Regions from separate parts of the Mus musculus genome. Here all the other regions are linked to region 1. Evidence: chromatin contacts called from public Hi-C data. All regions are on one chromosome and are shown on one strand. The core of a region is the stretch at or near the end of the contact, and the rest is flanking DNA. Distances in the headings are between cores, read along the strand shown.

Region 1 (3,539 bases), core at 670-3,169:
ATTAAAAACTTCTGAGAATCAAGTAAAACTGAAAATATAATTTCCTAGAACTTTTAGAATCTAGTAAAGGCAGTTCTAGGAGGGAACTAGATATATCATCACCCTCCATAATTAAACCAAAAGGATATATAAACACTTTAAGAAACCTATACCAAACAATGAGATTGAAAGAATACACCCTACCCCCTCAAGAAAAACAAAAACAAAAAAGGCCAGAACCAGAAAAACTCACAAGACTCACTCCTGAACTCTACCAGATCTTTGAAAGAAAAAAGGCTACCAACCAGCTCAAGCAATGAACCAATCAGATCACCCAAACAATCAGACTGTGATGGCTATTCTTAGTGCCTGGCTGTCAACGTTACTACATCTGGAATTCACTAAAACACAAGCTGCTGGGTACAACTATAAGGGATTTTTCTTGATGGGATAATTTGCGTTGGGAAGACCCATCTTAAGTCTAGGCTACAAACTCTGGTGGCAGCCTATGTGAAGGACATGAAGGAAGGAAGCTCTTCTTCATTCTTCACATGCATTCATACACACACACCCATACACACTCTATCAATTCTGTTTCTCTAGTGAACTCCAATACAGAAACCAATTGGATCACATCAATCAACCAATCAGCCAAGCAATTACTCAATCAACCAAAACATCAACTCAATCAACTAACCAATGAACTTATCTAAAAGACACTCTATTTTCTGTACTCCTTGTTTCGATGTTTACTGCCTGAAAACATGGGTTGGAGCACATGTTCTTTGGGCAGTCCCTTTTATCACAAAAGAAAGAGGTGATGAGTATCAAGAAGAAATGCTATGATCAAAATTATATAGAACAAAGTCACACTGCGTGTTCTTCCCAGTGCCACAGCACAAATCCATCCTCGCTCCTTCAACATTATAATTGGGTTTAGCCAGTAACTCTGTATGTTGTACTTGGCATGCTTGCTTTGAATCACTATTGAATTGCATCCTGTTTTGTTAAATGAGTTTCTTTTAGCCCATTAAATATACTAAAAAAGCCTAAAAAAAAAAAAGAAATCCCTTAAAATCCATCCCCCACACCCTGCAAAAAAAAAAAAAAAAGCCCCATAAAATAGCAGATAAGCAGGTGTTGACTTTGTTCTTTATAGATGAGAGAAATGGAACTTGTCAAAATCAAGTAACCTGAAACATGTGTTGATGCTGATCTAGCTCCAAACCTCTTTCTTTCTCTCCATAGCTCAAAAGAGTAACACTGGCTGCCTCTGCATAGAAACAGTGTAAGCGACCTTTGCCCCAGTTTCATTCTCCAAACTCAATTAACATGAGACTAGTTTAATCTTTAAAAGTTGTAAAAGAGAAACACGTTCACTTTGGCTTGAGCCACTATACAGTTAACAGCAGGCTGCTGTGAGCCTGGATTCTTGCTTAAAACGGGTTAATTACAGCACTGGGCTCTTTCATATTCTGCCAGAGCTTTGCTTCAAATCTAATTTCTCAAAGTATATTGCTAGACGCTAATGAAAACCTGAAGAGACACACGCATTCAGGAGATGTATAGCCAATGAATTTCCTGTTGTTTTTATACTGAACAACTTTTTTATATCCTAACATTTTTATGCCAGCTATGAAAAAGATAAATAAATATTTATGACATTCACTCAATTCCACAGTAACTACTAAGTTGCTGGTATTCTCAACTCTGGATTGAAATGTGCATATTTCAGTGGCTGGGAAATCTCAACCCTCAATGAGGAAGCCAGGCAACACTGTCATTAAGGCCTGAAGACTACTCATTTGACACACTGCAAGGATATGGCTTGAGAGCACAACATAAGGGGCTTAATTATGGAGCTGCAGCAGAGGCGAAGGCAGACTTCAGTGCTGCCGAGCCAACAGAGCCAATGGCAGAGAGCATGCCAGCGCCACTGTGGACGAGGTCTCTGCTCAAGCTTTTTACGATGTATCAGCAGTGTTTAATCACAAAAGACAAACAAGGTGACTGGGGAAATAAAAATACACAAGGGCCAATTTCCACCCATTTCTACACGCCTACAGAAACGTCATTTACTAAGAAATGGTCTGACTCCCTGCCACACCTTGGTTTATTGATTGAATTTCCACTTGTAGATTTATAAATAGTCACACACCTACTACTTATGAAGAAGAGGCCAGAATTCACCAATAAGTACTGCATAAGCTAAACACTGTAACGTATTTTTTGCTTGTTTGTTTATCTAATTTAGTGCCGGATCTTTAGAGGATGCACACTCTCTACTTCAGAGTCTCTGACATTCCCTACGGGAGCCACTGGCTGAGCTTGCCAGTGGTCCTGCTCATCCGTCTCACTCAGGGAGGCCCATCCTTGTGGGCACCTGAGTTTGTAGTTCCTACAACAGGAACGATGAGGATTTATAAGACGATTAATATCCACCACACCTGAGACACGCAGCTTCATTATAAACCAAATAAACACAGCACTATTTCTCTACAGTCTGCTGCTTCACTCCGGACAAGAGGAGAAGCTGGAAAGGCAGAGATCACCCCTCTAAGACTTAGGAACCACCATGGTCTTTTCAGCTGCCTTTTCCATGGTCCCTACATCCCTTCTCCATACACATATTCTATGATCCACTTGTCCCAAACTGCTCAGCCTTCTCCAGACATAATGCTGGCCCTCGGAGCCAGAAAGTCATGTCTTCTGTAACAGACTGTATGCACTCAGAGGTAAGAAGTTTCTGCCACATACGTCACCAGATAATCAATCCTGGAGCCCAACACCAACAACTCACTCTCAAAATGCTTGACTCAGAGGTCGACCCTTCCAAACCAGCAAAATCCACCCCTTGGTGCTTGAATGGCCCTGAGCCACCAGCTTATTTATCTGCACTTCACTGATTATTCATTTCTAGAGAGCTGGTGCCTTCTCAGATGGTCACATTCACAAAGCAGATCATTCTGCACGGGGCTGTACATTAACTCAATATATGCTGGATAAATGAATGAAGTAATGAAGCAAAGAGTAATTTCATGCAAATCTTTACCTCTTCTAATGGACAATGAAGTAGCCATGTCCCACCCCCTCACCACCATCACATCCATCACTGCCCAATACACCTACCTCCATCTGACCAACCCTAGAGCCCAGCAGGCACTCACTGCTCAGACGCCAGAGTCCAAACACATGCCTTTTTATGGATGTAGCTTAAGTACAGCCTAGGGGAAGAGGAGGATTGGAATCCCACCCACAGTCATTCTACATGTTTCCATTCCATGTTCTACTCTTTCACATCCTTTCCTTTTAAATATAAAATGAAATAATGACTTGTTTAGGGTAACAGTCATCATGCTCGTAATACCTGTTATATGCTCAGAAGACAGCTCACCGAACAATATATGCAGAATTCAGTTCTAGCAGTGACATGTTTGATGTCTTTACCTACAGAACATCTCTCATCTCTCCTTCCTCTGGAGTTTTCTATAAGTTATGGATTAATAAACTTTCCCTAAGAATATGGCTTTATGAATCTTGTAAAATAGTCAGAAAAAGAA
Region 2 (3,539 bases), core at 579-3,078, 510 kb before region 1:
TTCTTAACTACGTTATAATGTTGGTCCTTCTATTCACAGATGAGTGTAGCTTTCATCTCTCATCAAGGAAACTTCTCTTTCAATAAATAGAGAACATTACAGAAAACCACAACCAATCAAAGCATACTGTTGTGGGACCTAGTCCCAATGAATACATCTATGACATAACTCCCACACCCAAGGCTCAGAGATCACTGAGGAAGAGGGAACCAAAAGACTAGAAGAGCCAGGGGGATAGGGAGTTTGCTGTGATATTGTGTCTTCCAGGAATATCAGAAACCACAGCCACGAAGTCTCAGCAACACAGTTGCCTAAGCACGAGCTGAGAAAGGACAACAGTAGGCATGGCAAAGTGGACAGGAGGAAGAGAGAGGCCTCAGCCTGAAAGGAAGAACCAGAGGCAACTAAGCAGTGCTGAGAGAGGAAGAAACTGTCTTCCCCAGGGAAGAACACATGGATTGGTCATGCAATTCCAAATGGCCAGCCCTGAAAACATATATACAAGAAGCATTTACAGACTGCATTTATGCATTTATGTATATGTATATGTACATTCATATAAATATATAAACGTGTATATGTATGTATATTTGTGTCTGCTTGTAGAAGATGATAATTAATAAAAAAAAGATACTGTGAATTTGAAAGAGAGCAAGGAAGGGTATAGGGGAGGGTTTGGAGGGACGAAGATGTGGAGAGAATGATATCAATTGTAACATAATCTCAAAAAATGAAAAGAAATACTTTTCAAACAAGAGATGACTCCACTTTGCTCCTGTGATATCTTGGAATATTCCGTTGGCATTTGTGTGAACACAGAGACAGTGGGAGCCGTCACCAGGTGCTTGAGGGTTAGGCCAGGAAGTGCCGCAGCTAGCTTTTCAGCCCACTGTCTGGAACTGCTACTTGGGTCTCTAGTTACCTGCAAGGAAGGCAGGGCATCACAGTCTCTCCAGAGAAAGGCAGTGTGTGTATCTGCTATTGCAGTGGAGGGCGTCCCAGGATCCTGCCTCTGACCCACGGTTCTGAGACTCCCGTCCATCTCTCCACTGCACTCTCTCCGCGCACACAGTCACGAGTCATCCCTTCAATATCTTGTCCCTGTGATTCTCTGACAGCCAGCTTGCATTTCACTCCTCCGTATTTTCTAAAGCAAAGAAGAAACTCCCAGCTTTCCTGACATTTGATAGAACCAGGAAAGCTCTTACTACCTCCGAGACGTTCAGCCTGATAATGTATATGAGGAATAGATCATTTACTTACGCTCAAAGCAGATAGACTTTCTAAGGAGAAGTACTCTGTAATGCAGACATGGCTGGGAAGAATAAATCAAATCTTTCTGTGTACTTAGGGGAAAAGGAATTATTCAAATGTAGCCTACAGCTTCAGGTCCATTTATGGAGCCTGCAATCCTAAATAGTGACCACCAGGGGGAGCGCTAGGCCCATCTCTACACGGGTTCTATTTTTAGAGGCTGATACTTGCCTCAAGGAAGAAACCAAAGAAATAAGACTATAATACTTTTTTTTTTTTTTAAATCGGACCAACTTATAAATTATTTGTGAGTCCAATAAAAGGCAATTATCAACATTTCCTACTATTTCAAGAGTAATATATTCTATGTTAGAAAAAGATTCAATTTATTCCTTGGCTATGATTCAGATGACAGAAAATTGGAGGCAACCGAACCAAAAGACTGTTCTCCTGTGTAAATGTGTCTTTAAAACCCAAATCAGATGCTTAGGAGAGTGCTTGCTATAACGTAAGGCACCATTGTCTTCAAAGTTCCCCTGTCCTCTCTCCAGTCACTTGGACAAGCTGTGCCCTTGCTAGGTAGAGGTAATGATGTAACAGGGCGCCGTGGACAAAACACCGTCTGTGGCATTTTCTGGACACAGGGTGCAAGCAGCCTCTGAGGAACAGAGAGATTTGAAGCATGAAGCCTGGGGGAAGGGTGGATTGCAGACATGTAACAGACTCCCAGGACCCTAGGGGTCAAGTTAGGGGCCCAGAATCAAGGACAAGAGGACAGTTCTACAAGGAAATCCCCGGCATAAGGTCTGCTGCAAAGCCATGCAGTAAGGGAAGCACTGCAAAAAGAATTGGAACCTTGCCTTTCTGCGGCAATGAAACTGAGATTTTGGGCAAATGATCTTCAGGCTGCTCATAGCAGCTCTCTCACAGATTGGGCATAAATATGAGATGAGCTAAGTGGTGTGTGTGTGTGTGTGTATCTGTGTGTGTGTGTATATCTGTGTGTGTGTGTATCTGTGTCTGTGTGTGTGTGTGTGTCTCTCTGTGTGTGTGTGTATCTGTGTCTGTGTGTGTCTGTGTGTATCCGTGTCTGTGTGTATCTGTGTGTGTGTGTTTGTGTATATCTGTGTGTGTCTGTGTGTGTGTGTGTCTGTGTGTGTATCTGTGTCTGTGTGTATCCGTGTCTGTGTATGTTTTTGTGTGGCCATCACAGGTAGTCAACAAATACCCACTGTCTTCCTGGAAAAGGACTTGCATTTTCCTAAATACAGTTACAAATACGTTGGACCTCTGTATTTTCACAGATTCTGAGTCTGTGGTTTAGGCACTCAGACTTTGCTTTGAAGTCCTAAATGGGTGGGTGACGGTGGACCCATCTGGGCATGAGGCTCAACTCCTAAATCCCTTGGCTCTAAAGGAGGCCTGCTGTTAGAGGTGTTAGAATTTAGATGAATGGTGAAGAAAGGTCAAGACAGTGGGAACGAGAGCCTACAGCGATCTCTCACCCAGCCGCATGGACTAGCAGGAGGTACTTCCCTTGGCCTTGTGGGAAGCAGACCACATGGACCGAGGAAGATGAGCCGCTAGACCAACCTCAATGTCTGTCCACCTCGAATCCTTATATTGGGCCTAATCCTCAGTGTGCTTGTGTTTGGAAGGAGACCTTTGATAAGGTCAGAGCCATCCTGGATCCAACTGATGTCCACCTCCTGTCCCCCATGACAACAGCAAGAAGCCAGCTGGCTGTGACGTAGAAAGTGATTTCTGCTCAGACCCATGCCTACCTGTGCCTTGATTGCTTGGTCTCTAGAATGGTGGGGAAGAAAGGTTTTCTTCGGTAAGTCGTCTAGTCTGTGGCATTCTGTCACAGAGGCCCAGATAGACTAAACAAGCTAGAATCAAAGGAACTTGGAGGTAAGAAGCGCTAGGCGTGGTTGGCAGACATGTTGCAAATGTCCAGAGGTCAAGGGTGTCAAGGCAGCGGTCCAGAATGAAGGAAAGGGGGCTAGGTGGACAGGAAGGCCATCACGCAAGGTTTGCTATGAGGTTCCACACAGGAGCAGCACATGTTTTACTGAGTAGGCAGGAGCAGCACACATGTCACAGAGTGGGCTGACCGCACCACTCTTCTGGCTCTTAGTTGTCCATGTGATTGCTATGTGACCATGTTCCATCCTCTGACATCATATTCACCTCAGCAGCTTGTTCTCAACTTCCTCCCCCGCCTTCCTGCCTTCCTTAGGCCTTCTCTGTGCTCCGGAAGGCTGAGCTACAGGGAACCGTGG
Region 3 (3,539 bases), core at 292-2,791, 270 kb before region 1:
TGGTACTTGCCACAGTGGATTGGGTTCTGCATAATCAATCATTAATCAAGAAAATGCCTCTGTAGTTTTGCCTACAGGGCAATCTGATGGGGGCATCTACTCAGTGTGGGTCCTTCTTCCCTGTTGACCCTAGCTTGTGTCAAGATGACAGGAAAAAAAAAATCAACCGGCACCTTCGAGCATTCAGTACCTAGGACCTCTGTCTCAATCTCCCCCTGAGTTATCTGGGCTCTGAGGCCTTACTTGTCTTCATTCTCTTTGCTTCTAGCCCATCAGTGACTTCTTGCTAAAAGCTCCTCTTTGGCTACAGCTTTGCCCTTCTGACCTACAATGTCCGTATCTGCTGGAACTCAGCCTTCCCCTCAGGCTGGGATGACCTGGTTGGCACAGAGCAAACTGGAGTTTTACATCGCACTCACCCTGCATGTTCATTAAAACCCAAGGGAGGGCAGGATTCCTGTGAGAGTGTCTGTGTCTCCGAAAGATACCACCCCACCCTTGACACCACAGAGCAAGGGCCTCATGTGTTTCCTGGGAGTCCTTTGAATGTGTCCTACTGCAGTTCAGCTCAAGGGTCTGTCTTCCAATTTTGGTTATGGTGGATTAGGGCCCAGTGAGGCTATGGCTCTTCATCCTATGTCAGAGAGGTGGAGGGGACAGTCCTGAGGTCCATCCTAGAATATTGTGAGGGTTCACATAGATGTCCCTAACCCTTCCTCATGCTTCTGAGTTGTCTGAGACAAAATTCTTAAGTCTCAGTTGCTTCTTAGGCGCGAAGATTGTGATCACCTATGCAAAGTGCCCACTTTAATAGCAGATGCAGAGTAGGAACTCAACCTACTTTATCACCACCAAGCAGGGGGACATTCTACAATGCGTGGGAACCAGCATTTATAAAGAGCTCAGAGATGGAGCATGAGGAGGGACTCTTGGGGCATGGTGGAGGTGAGTAGCAATAAGAAGGGGAAATGCTATTTAGACACAAAGGAGAGAGAGCCTCAAATACCATTGAAAATCTGCAACCTGACATGCCAGGGACAATTAAGCTACCTGTAATTTGTCATATAAGTAAAAGCCAAGTCCCTAGAAAATGTATTGCTCCCACAGGGAAGAATAATGCTTCCCACAAAATACATACACTGATGATGTCGGTAACGAAGATGAAGCTGAGAACAAGAACAGTCCCCCCCATGACAGCTGACAGCTGATGATGCTCCCTGAATGCTTCCTTCGCCCCAGTCACCATGCTTACAATATGCAGCCATTATGTCACCAGAGTCTAACAAGCCAGCAGGTCTCATGCTACCAACACCAGCAGGTGATAGCAAGGATGTGGAAGCCACAAGAATGAGCTCTGCAAACACTCAGCCAGCAGGAACAAAGGGCGCCGGGCCTTCCACCAGGCCTTTGGACTCCAGGCTCATGGGTCTTGCGGATCCACAGAGTACATCAATTTTCTACCGTCAACCTCTTTGCTTAAAAGCTTATTTGTTCATCTTTCCTGCTTGTTCTCAGAATGCTGCTCTCAGAGATGCCTAAAATAAAAACACTCAAGTCCAATAATAGATACCTCTTCTGGAAGAGATATATTTAAACTCCCCGCTGCAAGCAAGGGAACGTGAAGAAAAATTAAATCCAGCAAGAGAAAAGTTGGGTATCCTGGCAACGTCTGACATAGAAATGAAGCCTCTTTCTGCCCCATATTCTCTCATCTGGAAAGTTTCCCCTCAGACCAGGGCTCCACACCAGAGCCCACAGTTGCTGATAAACTTGTCTCCACAGGTTGTCTTTCACAAGCCACTTTCCCATCTTCAAATCCATGTCTCTCTGCTCAGTAAATCTCTGGTATGTAACCTTTTTTTTTTTTTTTTTTTTTTTAGTGACTTTGTAATTTTCAGTAATCTCTGAAATGAATTTGCTGGTTTGTCTTTATTTACCATCTGTTTGTCTTGTGCACCGCTCTGTCCACAGCACATGGCAGATATTAGCTGGTTACTATTTGCTCAGTCAGCGAAAGTGTCATTCGTCCACTAAGGCACAGCTCAAAGGGCCCCAAACCTGGATCAGTGTCCCTTTCTCTGGTTCCCATTTCCCTCCTCTATCTGACTCTTTTATCACACACTGTAGTGTGGTTTTCTTATGTGTCCAGCTAGGTCTGGGTCCCTCGAAAGCAGAGGCAGTGGGGCCTTTTTCAACAACCAGACTGATGAAAAGGTGTTAGAAAAATGTTGAATGTGAATAGATAAAGAGACGGATGAAAGAAAATAAACAATTCTTTCCCACTATGTAAATTAAGTCCAAGGACACTGCTAACAGCCTGTAGGCTGCAGCTTTATATATTCTGATAGGTGAGGCTGACTATTAACTGGCAGTGGCTTGTTCACTTAAGCTCCTTCTAAGCCTGAGTTGGCAAGGCTCTCATGCAACTCAACCCAAGTTGAGTGTCACTGGCTACTTTCCACTCCCGACAGCCTTACAGTTGTCCAGACAAAAGGAGAAGGGGCTAGGCTGTGACTGATGCTTGTGTGCTCTGACCAGTACCATGGCAGTCACATGTATGGCCATGTGACTCTTAAATGCAAGGGCTGGAAACACAGAAGAGATGTAGCTGCAAAGTAAGAAGCAAGGTCTCTCGAATACTTGGAAACCAGGGGATAGCTGAGGGCTGGACTGCCCCTAGTACTTCTGTGCTGTCCAGATGACCGAAATACCACTTACCTCATGCATTAATCCATCACTCTCTGGCTAATATTTATTTATCAAAACACGGCAGCTGACCACCAATTGAATGTATGTGTGTGCACACACGTATGCATTTGTGTATGTGTTTGTGTGTATACATATGTGTATATTGTGCTCTTAGATATGATGTCATTGTTACTATAGATCTAAATTAAGGTGGAAAGAAAATTCCCAAGAGTGTGTATGTGTGTGCATATATGTGTGTGTGTGTGTGTATACACATACACACACACATATACATACACACACATATATACACATACAATACATATATAGTACATATATTTTATATACATAGAAACATACAATATATATATATATATGAATTAAAGCTAAGCACAGCTTTCTTTCTTTTAAGTAAATCCATGTACTGAATACTCATTGCCACCATCTTATACTCTCTAGTTGTAGAATATCAACTCTGTACCACACAATGATGCAAGAATGTTATTTTAATTTGACATAAGTAGAAAGTGAGACTGACTCAAAGGAATTGTTGTTTTTATGATCACAATTCACAATAGTTCAACTTGACTTTAAACTTAGCACTCTGTGAAAAGAGTTGCCGGAGTGCTCCCCCTCCCAGTCCCCACATCCACGGAGCTGGAATTTATTGTTGTATCTGTAGGACAAAGACGGTGAACTGTGGGTTTGACTCTCGATGTTCTTTGGGCTGCCACATCTTGTAAGAGTATCTTACAAGAAATGGGGTGTGTGTGTATGTGTGTGTGTGTGTGTGTGTAAAACAATCTGTATTATACAAAATTCTCTTGTTTATCCTGAGTAAATCATATCTT

The links. A called contact is a pair of places that touch in the nucleus more often than the background predicts.
Region 2: a contact with region 1 is called in a Hi-C map of cortical neurons, with 3 times the contacts expected there. The contact joins two enhancer-like sites. A contact is called at or near these places in 1 of 39 promoter capture datasets (liver), 15 of 484 Hi-C or Micro-C datasets (cerebellar granule neurons, cortical neurons, embryonic somatosensory cortex and 6 more) and 5 of 115 datasets of contacts at active chromatin or transcription factors (astrocytes, embryonic basal ganglia, embryonic forebrain and 2 more).
Region 3: a Hi-C map of cortical neurons shows a contact between it and region 1, with 2.6 times the contacts expected there. The contact joins two enhancer-like sites. A contact is called at or near these places in 4 of 484 Hi-C or Micro-C datasets (cerebral cortex, cortical neurons and myocytes) and 2 of 115 datasets of contacts at active chromatin or transcription factors (astrocytes and embryonic basal ganglia).

Annotation. Positions count from the first base shown.
Region 1 is chr4:104,383,276-104,386,814 of GRCm38.p6, reverse strand. The region is part of intron 4 of Dab1 (disabled 1); the gene reads right to left. Among named protein-coding and RNA genes, the nearest start is that of Gm36661, 360 kb to the right of the region's middle. Within about 2 kb of position 1,919, at least 24 of the 459 cell types and tissues checked have an H3K27ac peak or open chromatin away from gene starts, as enhancers often do. A contact at or near this core is called in cerebral cortex, cortical neurons and forebrain, where this site is marked.
Region 2 is chr4:104,892,085-104,895,623 of GRCm38.p6, reverse strand. It overlaps a transcript of Fyb2 not described here. Among named protein-coding and RNA genes, the nearest start is that of Gm40216, 3.8 kb to the right of the region's middle. Within about 2 kb of position 1,828, at least 11 of the 459 cell types and tissues checked have an H3K27ac peak or open chromatin away from gene starts, as enhancers often do. A contact at or near this core is called in cortical neurons and forebrain, where this site is marked.
Region 3 is chr4:104,654,858-104,658,396 of GRCm38.p6, reverse strand. The region is part of intron 7 of Dab1 (disabled 1); the gene reads right to left. Among named protein-coding and RNA genes, the nearest start is that of C8b, 110 kb to the left of the region's middle. Within about 2 kb of position 1,541, at least 13 of the 459 cell types and tissues checked have an H3K27ac peak or open chromatin away from gene starts, as enhancers often do. A contact at or near this core is called in cerebral cortex and cortical neurons, where this site is marked.